Regions from separate parts of the Mus musculus genome. Here regions 1, 2 and 3 are each linked to region 4. Evidence: chromatin contacts called from public HiChIP or PLAC-seq and promoter capture Hi-C data. All regions are on one chromosome and are shown on one strand. Each heading gives the region's core, a stretch centred on a gene start, on an enhancer-like site or on the middle of the called end of the contact. The rest is flanking DNA. Distances are from core to core; before and after follow the strand shown. Region 1 holds the start of Usp30 (ubiquitin specific peptidase 30). Region 2 holds the start of Iscu (iron-sulfur cluster assembly enzyme). Region 3 holds the start of Taok3 (TAO kinase 3). Region 4 holds the start of Gcn1 (GCN1 activator of EIF2AK4).

The links. Promoter capture Hi-C pulls out the DNA fragments that hold promoters and counts their contacts. HiChIP or PLAC-seq counts read pairs in DNA pulled down with a chosen protein or histone mark. Capture Hi-C pulls out chosen DNA fragments and counts their contacts.
Region 1: a contact with region 4 is called in a promoter capture Hi-C map of liver, with 4 times the contacts expected there. The contact joins the promoter of Usp30 here to the promoter of Gcn1 in region 4. A contact is called at or near these places in 3 of 39 promoter capture datasets (liver and pre-B cells).
Region 2: a promoter capture Hi-C map of adipose tissue shows a contact between it and region 4, with 2.8 times the contacts expected there. The contact joins the promoter of Iscu here to the promoter of Gcn1 in region 4. A contact is called at or near these places in 1 of 39 promoter capture datasets (liver) and 1 of 9 other capture datasets (adipose tissue).
Region 3: an HNF4G HiChIP or PLAC-seq map of pancreatic cancer cells shows a contact between it and region 4. The contact joins the promoter of Taok3 here to the promoter of Gcn1 in region 4. A contact is called at or near these places in 2 of 39 promoter capture datasets (liver and maxillary cranial neural crest) and 2 of 115 datasets of contacts at active chromatin or transcription factors (astrocytes and pancreatic cancer cells).

The regions. Positions count from the first base shown.
Region 1 is chr5:114,098,832-114,101,639 of GRCm38.p6, reverse strand. Usp30 (ubiquitin specific peptidase 30) reads right to left here and starts at 1,307. Exons shown (of 13, transcript NM_001033202.3): 1 at 1,125-1,307. The coding sequence starts at 1,207.
Region 2 is chr5:113,771,508-113,774,374 of GRCm38.p6, reverse strand. Iscu (iron-sulfur cluster assembly enzyme) reads right to left here and starts at 1,574. Exons shown (of 5, transcript NM_025526.5): 1 at 1,431-1,574; 2 at 1-112. The coding sequence starts at 1,547. It overlaps Sart3 (squamous cell carcinoma antigen recognized by T cells 3), which reads left to right and starts at 1,975. Exons shown (of 19, transcript NM_016926.2): 1 at 1,975-2,867. The coding sequence starts at 2,740.
Region 3 is chr5:117,118,723-117,121,619 of GRCm38.p6, reverse strand. Taok3 (TAO kinase 3) reads right to left here and starts at 1,491. Exons shown (of 21, transcript NM_001199685.1): 1 at 1,281-1,491.
Region 4 is chr5:115,563,623-115,566,681 of GRCm38.p6, reverse strand. It overlaps Gcn1 (GCN1 activator of EIF2AK4), which reads right to left and starts at 1,419. Exons shown (of 58, transcript NM_172719.2): 1 at 1,376-1,419. The coding sequence starts at 1,393. Rplp0 (ribosomal protein, large, P0) reads right to left here. Exons shown (of 7, transcript NM_007475.5): 7 at 2,953-3,059.

The DNA.
Region 1 (2,808 bases), core at 58-2,557, 1.5 Mb after region 4:
CACACATACGTGCAACGTGTGTGTAACATGTACCCACATATATGTTGCATGTGGACATGTGTGTAATACGTTCTTACCTAATGCTTGGACTATATGAAGTTGATCACCTCCCCTGGTACCAGGGACTGACCCTAGCTAGGGCCTTATGCAGGACAGACAAATGCTCTACCACTAAGATCTGTCCCCCTAATTCTGCCTGCATGAATATTGGTCTCAGCTGAATAAACACTCCCTGAAAAGGATCACTAGTGACAACAGCAATCGTCAGACAACGGCCAGCATTCTCCGATGTCACAGCTAATTACCAGTTTCAAATCTTTTTGTTCTTCCAGGGTGAGTCCATAGAATGTGCACAGACCTTGGCTTAAAAAGCAGTCAGCGGGAGAAGGAGGGGGCCAGTTACAGCACACCTGCTCGGCACACACTCAACGAGGGAAACCGAGGCATGGTGTTGATTGACTAGTTCTTCTGCAGAACCGTACCATGAAGACGGTACGTGAGCCTGAGGGTGAGATTAAGCTGGCCACCAGCCCTGCTCTCAGGTCAGCTGTTAGGCCGCAAGGCCCAATCAAGCCTTCCTTCCCACCTGGTAAAATAGGGCCGCTGGGCGGAATAAACACGGGGTGGGGGGCTTCAGAGCCGGATAAGATGCTGTTAGACCTGCCCCGGTATCCAAGGTAGCCAACCCAAGCAACAGGTCCCAGCAGTCAGGGTGAGCAACGGGGGTGTGGCCCCAGGCCTTGGGAAGATCAACCGGGCTGGGGTGCAGACGGGGGTCCTAGCAGGAACGAAGAGCCTGGAATTGTCACAGCCTGGGGAGCTCAGCGGCTGGGAGCCTTCGGAAGCTTGGGAACCGGAGCGGTTTGGGATGCAGAAGTGAGAATCTCCAGCATGGCAGAGGTGGGAGACCGGCATCTGACAAACTGCGGGGGAGCAGCGGCGTGCAGATTGTGTGCCCGGAGCCCGAGTCTGGGGTCACCGCGAGGGGCTGCGGGGCGTCGCAGGCCGCGGCCACAGCAGGGACGAGGAGGCGACGCCGGGCCGCGGCCTCCGCCTCGGCCGGGTCCGCGCAGGCCTGGAGGCCCTGCGGCCGCCACCGCCACCCCGCACCCCCACCCACTCACCTGACGGCCGCCCCGGTGCGCAGGAAGCGCTGCAGGGCCTTGTCGGCCGCCGTCCTCGCCGCCTGCGCCCGGGAACTTAGCATCGCGCTCGCTGCCGCCGCCGCTACCGCTGCCGCCGCCGCCCCCCGCTCGCCCGCCCGCCGCAGCGGAATGAGGAGCCCAAGACAGGAGGCTCGCAAAGTGGAGGAACCCGCGGTGGCGACCCCGCTTCGGCGGAGGGGGGAAGAAGCCAGGAGGACGGACCGGAAGTTAGTCACACCGGACTGAAATAGTGAACGGACGACCCCTCCCCGGTTCCTTTGCTCCTAGCAACCGCAGCCTGATTCGTTGCTAAGGGAGGTTTCCCGGGGCCCGGGGACCACTTCGGAAGCTATGAGCCTTCGCATTTGCTCCGCCTCCAGGACGGAGCTTGGTTCATGTGGAAAGGCTGTTATTAAACTGGAAAATTTAAAAATAGATGGCTCTAGCTTTGATTTTTTAAAATGTGGGGTTAGCAAGATGGCTCTGTAGGTAAAAACAGCTGCCCCCAAATCTCACACCCTGAGTTCAGTGCCCAGAACCATACAGTAGAAGAGAACCAAAGTTATCAGGACCTTCCTATGTGTGCTGTGGTGCGCAACACACACACACGCGCGCGCGCACAAACACATGCACACATACACATGCATATGCCTGCACTTACACTCGTATATGCACACACATACACCTGCACACACGCATGCACATTTATACATAGATGCACACTTCACAATACACACACATGCATATGTGCACACATGCACACGCACACACACACGTATATATATACACATGCACACTACACATACGCACACATATGCACAGTATATATACCCATACACGTATACACATACATGCATGCATTCACATGCACACAGCACACATATACACGCGTGCACACACACACACCTATAAACATACAGATACATACAAATACATGCAAACACATGCACATACACTTGCATGCACATGTGCACACATATATACACATGCATACACAAGTGCACAGACACACAAATGCAATAAATTAAAATGCAGTGTCTTAGAAATCTGTTTCTATTAGGTTTATACAAAGTCCTAAACAGTCCCACACAAATGTTTGTGAATTCACTCTTTAAAACAGCAAAACATGGAAACAAACTAGATATTTATCAGCTGCAAATCTCCCTCTGTCATACATACAATAAAAAAGGTGTTAGAATTTTTAGATTCCTCTCTTGTGTGGGCATGCTGCTGTATGTGCTGCAGATCTTTATACCATTTCTCTTCTCAAAGCCGAACTGTGTGTGTTGAGTAACTCCCCCTTCCTGTCTTCTGTTCTAGTAATTTCCATTCTATTTCTATTCCTGTGAGGTTGAGGTTGGCTGTCTCAGGACAGGAGTCGCTCAGAGTTCTTTGGTGACTGTCTTAGCTCACTTGGCATAAAGTCTTTTTTTACAGGAAAGTAATATTCCATTGTAAGTACTAGTTTCTCTCTCCTGTCCATGTCTCAATGGACATTCAGGTTGTTTCCACTTCTTGGCAATAAACTCGGGCACATAACCCTCTCTTTCTGGTCTTGTTTTCAGCCCTTCCAGATATATATCAAGTAATGAGATTATAGATTTATATGCTAATTCTTTTTTTTTAGACACTTCTAGATTGTTTTCCACAGCAACGGAACCAT
Region 2 (2,867 bases), core at 325-2,824, 1.8 Mb after region 4:
GCAGTTTCATGACGTCACCACATGCCGGAGCCCCCACCAATCCGGTTCCAACATTTTTAGATGTCTTGTCAAGGGATCCCACGTTCCGAGGGTTTTCATAATGATCCACAACCTGAAATGGCAGATCAACAGAAATCGCTACGGTCTTTACTCTCTCTCTCAGATCAGCAATCTGTATGGGACAGAGGTGGGAGACCCATGTGTGACCCAAACTCTTTCTATCTCCTCCCCAACGACCTTTGTATCGAAGATACTGTCCAAGAAACCGGTGAAAACTCAGACACATCTTCCTTTCAGGGGGCTGTCAACCAGAAGTAATCCCCTGACTCACACACTGTACCAGATCTGGGCTCAAAGCACAACTTCTCTTTTTTACCAAACACAATACACAAAGAGAAGTATGCACTTACAAAAAATCCCGAGAATAAAAACAGCCCCAAATGGAAGAGTTCCCCAGAAGTTTCAAGGTCAGAGATGAGCTGGAGGTTGGGGAACGAACGAGTCATTGGTGGCTGTAAACATAAACACAGCGCTACCCTGTGGCAGGAGCGCCCCCTGGTGCCTTAAGGCTGCCAGCCCGTCAAGGTCCTGCAGCTATAATGTCAACAAAACAACCTTCCCTTTGGGGTAGAAGGCCTTGGGCAAGAGCACCCAAGCCAGAACAGAACAAGCAGCTGTTAAAGTCAGGGACACACTAAGATTTAATAACCGAGCTTTCTCCCGCTAGTTACCAGGAGGCACCCTCATCTGCAGATTGAGTCTAAGCCCTGAGCCCCCATAACGCATCATCTAATCAAGGACTTTGGGGGGGGGGGGAGGGAGTGTCTTGTACATCTGCGGTAGCCTTGTTTTTCGGAGTGAGTCTCCTGTCAAGAGGATTTTAACGTCCCTAAAAGCGTGGGGGCCCGCAAACTACTCTTCTTCTATACTTTCTGCTCCCTACCAATAAACACACAACTGAGAACCGAAGTTTTAATGTTGGGCTAGGTGCTTGGCTGAGCTCGAGGCCATCGGCTCCTAAAAGAGTAAATAAATCGCCATCAGTGGTTTCCCTTGGTTGGACCGAGCGCTCCACGTACGGGGACTTCAGAAGACTCCTGTCAGGTCTGAGAGAAAGGATGGGAGGGGACCAGTGACTTGATCAAGGCCATCTGGCCAGGGCAATGGCTTAGCTGGGGAGGACGCTGGTGCTGTCGAGTGTGCTCAAGCATGCGTGTGTGTGTGTGTGTGTGTGTGTGTGTGTGTGCGTGCTGCCCCTTGACCCCCGGCACGACATACCCGGACCCTCCCTTCTGGGCTGTCAGCCTTGGGACACTCGGAGTGACGGCCGCGGCGGGGCAGAGGCGGCCGCGGGGCTCCTCGGTGCTGGTGATCTGCGCAACGGCGGCAGGTCCCCTCGATGGTTCGCGCACCCCCTCGCCCGCCCATACCTTCTTGTGGTAGAGCCTGGCCGGAGCCGACAGCTCCCGGGCGGGCAGGCGCGGGCTCCGCAGCAGCAGCGCCGACGCCGCCCGCCTCAGACGGCCAGCTCCCGTGGCCGCCGCCATCCTGCCGGCTTGAGCTGCGTCGACCTCGGCGACGCCGGAGGGATGGCGCGCCCGTTCGACGTCACCGCAGCTCGGCGCTTGCGCTGGCGTCTCGGCCCGGCTACGCCCCCTCTGACCGCGCCCTCGGAAGGGGCGTGGCCAGGCGCAGAGCGGGAAGGTCCGAAGCGGCGTGCAAGGTTGTCTGGTGCTGCGATGGGCGTGGGGATGCTCGGTTTCAGGCGTGTTTATGATTCGATCATGCATACGTCCCTGGTAGACTTTTGTTCAGGCTGTGGAGTTCCTTTTCTTTCTTTCTCTCTCTCTTTCTTCCTTTTTTTTTTTTTTTTTTTTTTTTACTAATTCCGAGGTAGCCGTTTCACCCATGGAGCAAATGCATATTAAGTGTACTCTAGGTGTCACTAAAAAAAAAAAAAAAAAAAAAATCCTGGGAGCAAAACGGACGCGATTTCTGGCTCGTTAACCTTGTTGATGAAGGGGAAAGGCAGTGCAGAGGGAAACAGCAACGCTTTTCCGACCTCGAGAACGAGGGGTATAAGAGAAACGAACCCCATCCCTCGACACCTACGTTTGTTTTACCGCCATGCACATCATTCCGAATCAATACTTATTGTAATGTATTATCATTGACTATAAAAATCCACAAAAGCGACTCGTTTAACACAACTACGAGGTACTAGGTGTTACAAAGGGGAGGGAGCTTTATTCGAGAGATGAGACTTTTCCCATGAGATGGTGCATCCGATCGCGGAGGAACTGCAATCTTGTCCGCACTTGAGGGTCGGTTGCCGGGAAACAACCACGCACCGGAGCCGGCCGAGCCTTACAGAAGGTCTTTAGTCCAAAGCGACGACTTTGACCTTCCTAAGATGGCGCCTCGACCTTAACTACGGACATCACGCACGCACCACTTCAGCTGTGGCTGCCACTTCCGGCCCAAAGACCCGACAGCTGTCCACGGTTGTAGCCGGACGCAGGTTATGCTCGTGAGCCTTTTCTTCTGACGGTGGCGTCTGGAGGCGCTAAAGGATAGCATCAGCGGTGGATTCTCCACAGCTTCCTGCTCCCTGAGGCCGTCCGCGACGCTCCCGCTGGTGGCCGAGCGGAGTTTTGATCAGGCAGACGCCGCGGACAGCCCGATGCTCGCCGGGCTTCGGCGGGCGAGGGAAGACCCGAGAGTCGCGGGCTGCGCAAGATGGCGACGACGGCCGCATCTTCGGCGTCCGAGCCGGAGGTTGAGCCCCAGGCCGGGCCTGAGGCCGAGGGAGAAGAGGATGAGGCGAAGCCGGCCGGTGTGCAGCGGAAGGTGCTGTCCGGCGCTGT
Region 3 (2,897 bases), core at 242-2,741, 1.6 Mb before region 4:
AAACAAACAAACAAACACAATCCGGTGCTTTAAGAGCATTAAAATTAACATCCTAATTAATTCAAGGCTCTTCTAAATTATCCCTCCCTCCAACTACTTGGGGGCCGGTGAATGGGGAGCAAACCCCTCTAGTTTTGCCCCAGATGTGTCATCAAGGAACCTCGAGGTCGAACTTTAGGGAAGAGTTGGGAAGCCAGCCTGCTGTTTAGAAGAAAGAGGTGAGACGCTGGTCTAATCTCTACAAATCGTCTAGCTAGCCCTTGGCCAGCCCTTAGGATCTATGTCTTTCACTCCCGGGCCCATCACATGATCCCCCTTCCAGCATCCCGGAACTCAACCCTCAGGGGGAGACCTCGGGTTCTTTGCAGTGGAGCAGCATCGGTGTCGTCCAGGTGTCAGCATTGCTGCTGTGCCCACTCAATGCCACCCGGGCTCAGGCTGCCGGTGTTTTTCCCTAGGTGCCTGGCTGTGAGGCCAGAAAAACCATGTTCACGCTGCGCAAGCTCTTCTCTGGTACTTCACTCACCGGCTCTCCTTGGACTCTCAGTGCTGTCTGTCCCTACTCTGGGTCCCTCAGCCCACACCCTTTTGGGGACCCCTCCCTTCACTCGGCTGCCCTAAGCCTTCCTGAGGTCCTCTTTACACTCATCGCAAGAGCATAGTTTCAGAACTACTGCCCTCGCCTCCCCAAAAGTCTCCTTTGCTTATTTTCCTGTCTCGGTCTCTCTAGGGTCCCCTTCTTTCATCCCGCTGCCTGAGTTCTCTCAAGTCAACCTGCTCAGTCTGCAGTCCCAATCCCTCTGAGTGTCCCTCCCTGGGTCCCGTCTGCTTTTCCCACCGGCCCATCAGGGGCGGATCTCCTCGCTCACTCACTCCGTCGTCGCAAGTCCCTCCGGGGTTCTTTCGCTTATCCCACGGCCAGAGTCCCTCTTCAAGTCGCCTCGTTAATCCCATTGCCCTGTCCTGTCTTGGGGTCCCCTTGCTCTCCCGCGGTATTTCTCGGTCCCCTCCTCATCCTGATGTCCCCATCTCTCTCCGGGTCCCCTCGCTCACACGCAGTCCCTCTCAGAGTTCACTCCTCACCCCTGTCCCCATCCTGGTCCTCTCACTCTTCGCGATCCCTCTCGGGGTCCGCTCCTCACTCTCCGTCCCGGTCCTTCCCAGTCCCCCCCCCCCCTCTCCCCGGCGCACTGGCAGAACCGCTAACAACTCCGCTCCCGGGATGCTCGCGGCCGCTGCGCCGAGGACTCGGGATGTCACTCGGGTGCCCGCGCTCTCACCTCAGCGCTGTCACCCGCGGCCCCGGCGCCGCCGCCTCCTCTCACTCGTGCCCAGAGTCGCTCTCGTGCTGGGTCTTCGCGTGCTGGGTCCCCACGCGCAGCCTCCGCCCGCGAGTCCCCGTCGCGCCCCACTCTCCACGCAGGACCCTAGCTGCCGCCGCTGCTGCTGTCCGAGGTGCGGCTCCGCCAGGGGTGACCAATCGCACCCGACTGCGCAGAGCGCGCCCCGCCCCCACTCGACCCCGCCCTCGACTCCGCCCACAGCCATGCTTTGATAGGTTCTCTACTGACCTTCCCTGATCGCCGCTCTCGGGGTCCAGGCCGTATATAGGCGCTCGATTGACCTTGCCTGGGAAGTCCGAGCGGTCGATGGATCCAGGGGATTGGCGGAGCTGGTGGTGGGCGGGTCCAGGTGGGCGGGGCTTTCCCAAACGCGGAAGCTCTCTTAACTTGGGTTAGCTATGGCCCCTTCGGGCGCGGTCAGCTCTGTTTGTGCTGCGCCAGGGTCAAAGTTCTTGGCTCTCTTTCCCCACGCCTTGTCTTGTCTTGTCGGACCACCGTGGATAAGATCGTGGGGCCAGTCGGATCTTTCTCTGGACCTTTCACAGCTCCTGGCCATCCTTAAGGGATGCTTTCCTCCTGGGGCTTGTAAATTATTTTCCAGCTCTCAGGAAGGGGAATGCGTTTTCTTGCTTTGCGTTCAGTGACCCTACGTTTACTGCTGGAGAGAGGGGGAAAAAATCTGTGGACCCAGCTAAATGCTTACTTACCAGGGTCTGGGCACATTTTAAAATGAGTGCGATGTGAATACCAGTACTCTGTAGGCAGAAGCTGGAAGATCGCCTCAAGTTTGAACCCAGCCTGGGGTATCTAGCTAGATCTTTTCTCAGAAGCTAAGAAAGAAAGAAAGGAAGAAAGAAGAAAGAAAGAAAGAAAGAAAGAAAGAAAGAAAGAAAGAAAGGAAGGAAAAAGAGGAAAGAAAGAAAGAAAGAAAGAAAGGAAGGACGAAAAGAAAAGAGAGGAAAGAAAGAAAGAAAAGTGAAAAAAGAAATACACATTTTGTGAGTTTTGATTACCACAGTTAATGGAGGAGTTGGGGTAGGGGGACCCCGTTGGCTTTGGCAAAATTCCAGCAAGCGTATCTAACTAAATCTTTCAGGGCCACGGGCTTTAATGAACCAAAGGCGGAAGGTTGATTGAGCTTTGACCCCCCAAGTGCAACCTGCAATAACCTGCCTGGCTCCATCCTAAGCCACGCGGAAACATAGTGCCTGCCAGAGGTTAAAGTGCACCAGGACCTGTCTCATGTTTTTTGTGTGGAAATAGCTGTGTTGTTTTCAGTTGATGGTGGAAGCTCAAAGCAGTTTTTCTGCAGGGACACATTTTCACCCTAAGCCTTATCAGACGTGGACACTCAACTCCTGGTCAACGCTCTACTACAAAAAAATATTTAGTTTCTATTTATCTGAGATTGGGTCTCACCTAGGATGGCTTACTGGCCTAGAACTCTCAGTGTGGACAGGTTGGCCTTGGGCTCATAGGGATCTGCCTTCCCCTGCCTCTGGCTGCAATGAAAGGTGGGTCCCAACACGCTGGCCTTTTTTTTTTTTTTTTAAA
Region 4 (3,059 bases), core at 170-2,669:
TAATTCTGACGAACTTAAGTAAGCTTTACGGCTCTTTTGATAGCACAGTTAGGTAACCTACTACTAAATAACACAACTCTAGGGAGAAGATTCTTAAATATTCAGAAACATTAAGTAACTTCCCTTCTTAGGATTCACTAAGACGCAGCTCTGTCTAAACAAATTACCAAACCCTTTTACTGAAGACCCTTGCAAAGCATCTTTTTAATGATCAGGTTAAATGGCTCCTCTTTGGCGGGCCTTGAGGATCAAACATAAAAATCAATTAATCTCACCCCAGAGACTCAAACTGTTTTTTAAATACGTTCCTGCCAGGCAGGGTAAGCCCCCCACCCACCCATTAAGAAGCCACAGGCAAGATGGCTACAAGTTCAAAGCCAACTCACTATATATATATATTTTTAATTTGTTTGTTTCTCAAGACAGGGGTTTTGTGTGTGTGTGTGTACCCATGTCTGCCTGGAACTCCCTCTGTAGACCAGGCTGGACTGGCACTCAGAGATCCACCTGCCTCTGCCTTCCAAGTGCTGGGATTAGAGACGTGCCACCACCGCGCCACCACTACCTGGCCTTGATCTACATTTTTGAAAAGGGAGGGTGGGATGGAGACATGGAGAGAAAAAAAAATTATGTTTCTTATTTATTATTTCATCCTTCCACGAGGCTACAAAAGAGGCTGAGATGGAGAAGGGGGTAGCCTCAACGCCTCCCTGAACTGCAAGGTACCCACAGGTGTGAACGCACAACGGTGTCACGACTCTTCGCAGGTGAAGACATTTTGAGATCTCACCCAGGACCCAGTTAACACCCAGCAAACCCACATGGGACCCTACTATTTTGTCTCAATACATCTTCCCATAAAATAACATAGGATATCGGTATTATCACCACCACCAAATGTTAAAAGGACCGAGACCCTGAGGGGTGATGTCATTGATCCAACGCCTTGACGAAACCAACGAGCGGAGGCTCAACTCCGAACCCGTATGGACATAAAAAGGCTACGCTCCGAGTGTGGGCACAGAGTCGGGGGGCCTCTGCATCGCCCCGCGGGCTCCGGAGAACCGTAGCCGACGCCGAGTGTAAGCTCTGCCACCGCCGGGACCCGCACAGCCCCAGCACGGCACCCGCTACCCCGAAGCCAAGCGGATGGCAAGATGCTCGAGTCCAGGGTCGCTCTGCTCGCCCAGGCCGGCCGGAGCCTCGAGCCGCGAGCAGCCGCCGCCCCCTTCCCCCGCGCCGCCGCTTCCGTCTGCGCCCTCCGCGGCCGTGGGCGCCGCAGCCTCCGCCCGGGCAATCCCGCCGCCCCACTGCCCGCGCTCCGGGTCCGGTCCCCGCCGCCCGCCGCGTTGGCCGCCGCAGCCGCCCGCCTCACCTGCGTGTCCGCCGCCATCCTGCCGGCGCCCAGTCCGGAACCGCTTCCGGAGCGCTTCCGGGTCACAGCAGGGCCCACGCGGCAAGGCGAGGCCTGGCGCCCCCGGGCGGGAGGGCGGCCGCAGGTCGTGCTCTGCAGCCCCTGGGCGCGGGATCTCCTCGATTCGGCCTCCCCCGGACAGCGCCCTGCAGCTCTGGCATCCTTGGGGGGATCCCGGGTCCAGCACCGACACCCCCCATCGTGCTGTTTCCTAGGCCCCAGGAATGAACCCAAAGACTAGTCTCAGGCCCAAGAGGCTTGGAGGTTAGAACAGGTGATGGTGAGGTACGCGGGAGGGATGCAGGGATGACCCGGGAATTGCGTGACCTGCTGGGAGCCTCAACTGCAGACAGCTAGGGACAGGGTTGAGGAAGAGTTCGATGTCTTAGGACAATTATTGAATTTTTACTATAACTCAAGAGTGTGCTTGGAGAATGCGGTCTCCAGGCTTCTTGGCCCTCAGCAGTGGCAACTATACAGATGGGGGGCCGGGCGTGGTGTCGCACGCCTTTAATCCCAGCACTCGGAAGGCAGAGGTAGGCGGATTTAAGGCCAGCCTGGTCTAAAGTGAGTTCCAGGACAGCCAGGGCTACACAGAGAAACCCTGGGGGGTGAGGGAGGGAGAAGAAAAAAAAATATATATATACACACACATAGATGTATAGTGACGTCACAAGGTTAATGATAGCAATAGGGCATTGCATTTGATACAGTATTCACCTACTTGTTAGAGCCCATTTTTTAAATCCTCAGCTTTTCAGACTTAACACTTACTGAATGCCTATATGAACCAACATCAAACTACTATCGGGTTAGAGGTTGCAATTCTAGGGTAACTTTTTGTCTAGTTACCTGTGATGCACAGGCAGTATTTTAGCTCTTGCAGCAGCTTTTTACATAGCAAGTTATTCTAGTTTGCACCCCCGATTAGTACATCAAAGCAACCCTACATGCACACCTTAGTGGCTAGTTATTAACTGCCCCTGTATTCAAGACTTAATCTACCAAGAAAAAACTTTAGCCAGCACGTGGAAACTCAACTACACATCTAAACTACACAAACACAAGTATAACTTCATTACTAAACACACAGCAGTGACTCAATTACTGCAGGCAGAAGGCTGAGGCAGATCAACTTCTACACCAATCCTCATCTCAAAAGGCACAATCAGGCCCGAGTTCAATCACCACTCACCTGGATACTCCTTGCCATAGCTCAGTATCACCATCTCAGGCCCTCTCAGACTTCAGTCCTTAAACCACGCCTAGCTCAAACCCAGCCTTCTACCCCTGCCTCAGCCTTAAGCAACAGGGCTCTGGACCTGCATCACTCTGCCTTGGAGCAGTAAGGCTACCTATGAACAATGGCTTGGACATCCAGTGATATACAGAAAGCAGACCCAGATACCAAACCATATAGATTTGGTATGGCTCATAGGTCTCTTAACCATTGAGCTTAGTATACATATATATTATGTATACATATGATATATATCCAACATGGACTACCATAGGAATATAAAGGCCAGGCTTGGGGCTTGATGACATACACCTTTAATTCACACCTGGAAAATCTTTGTCCCAGACTAGCTATGGCACCAAGTCAAGAGACTGTCTCAAAAAACAAACAAAGCCCACAAAAACA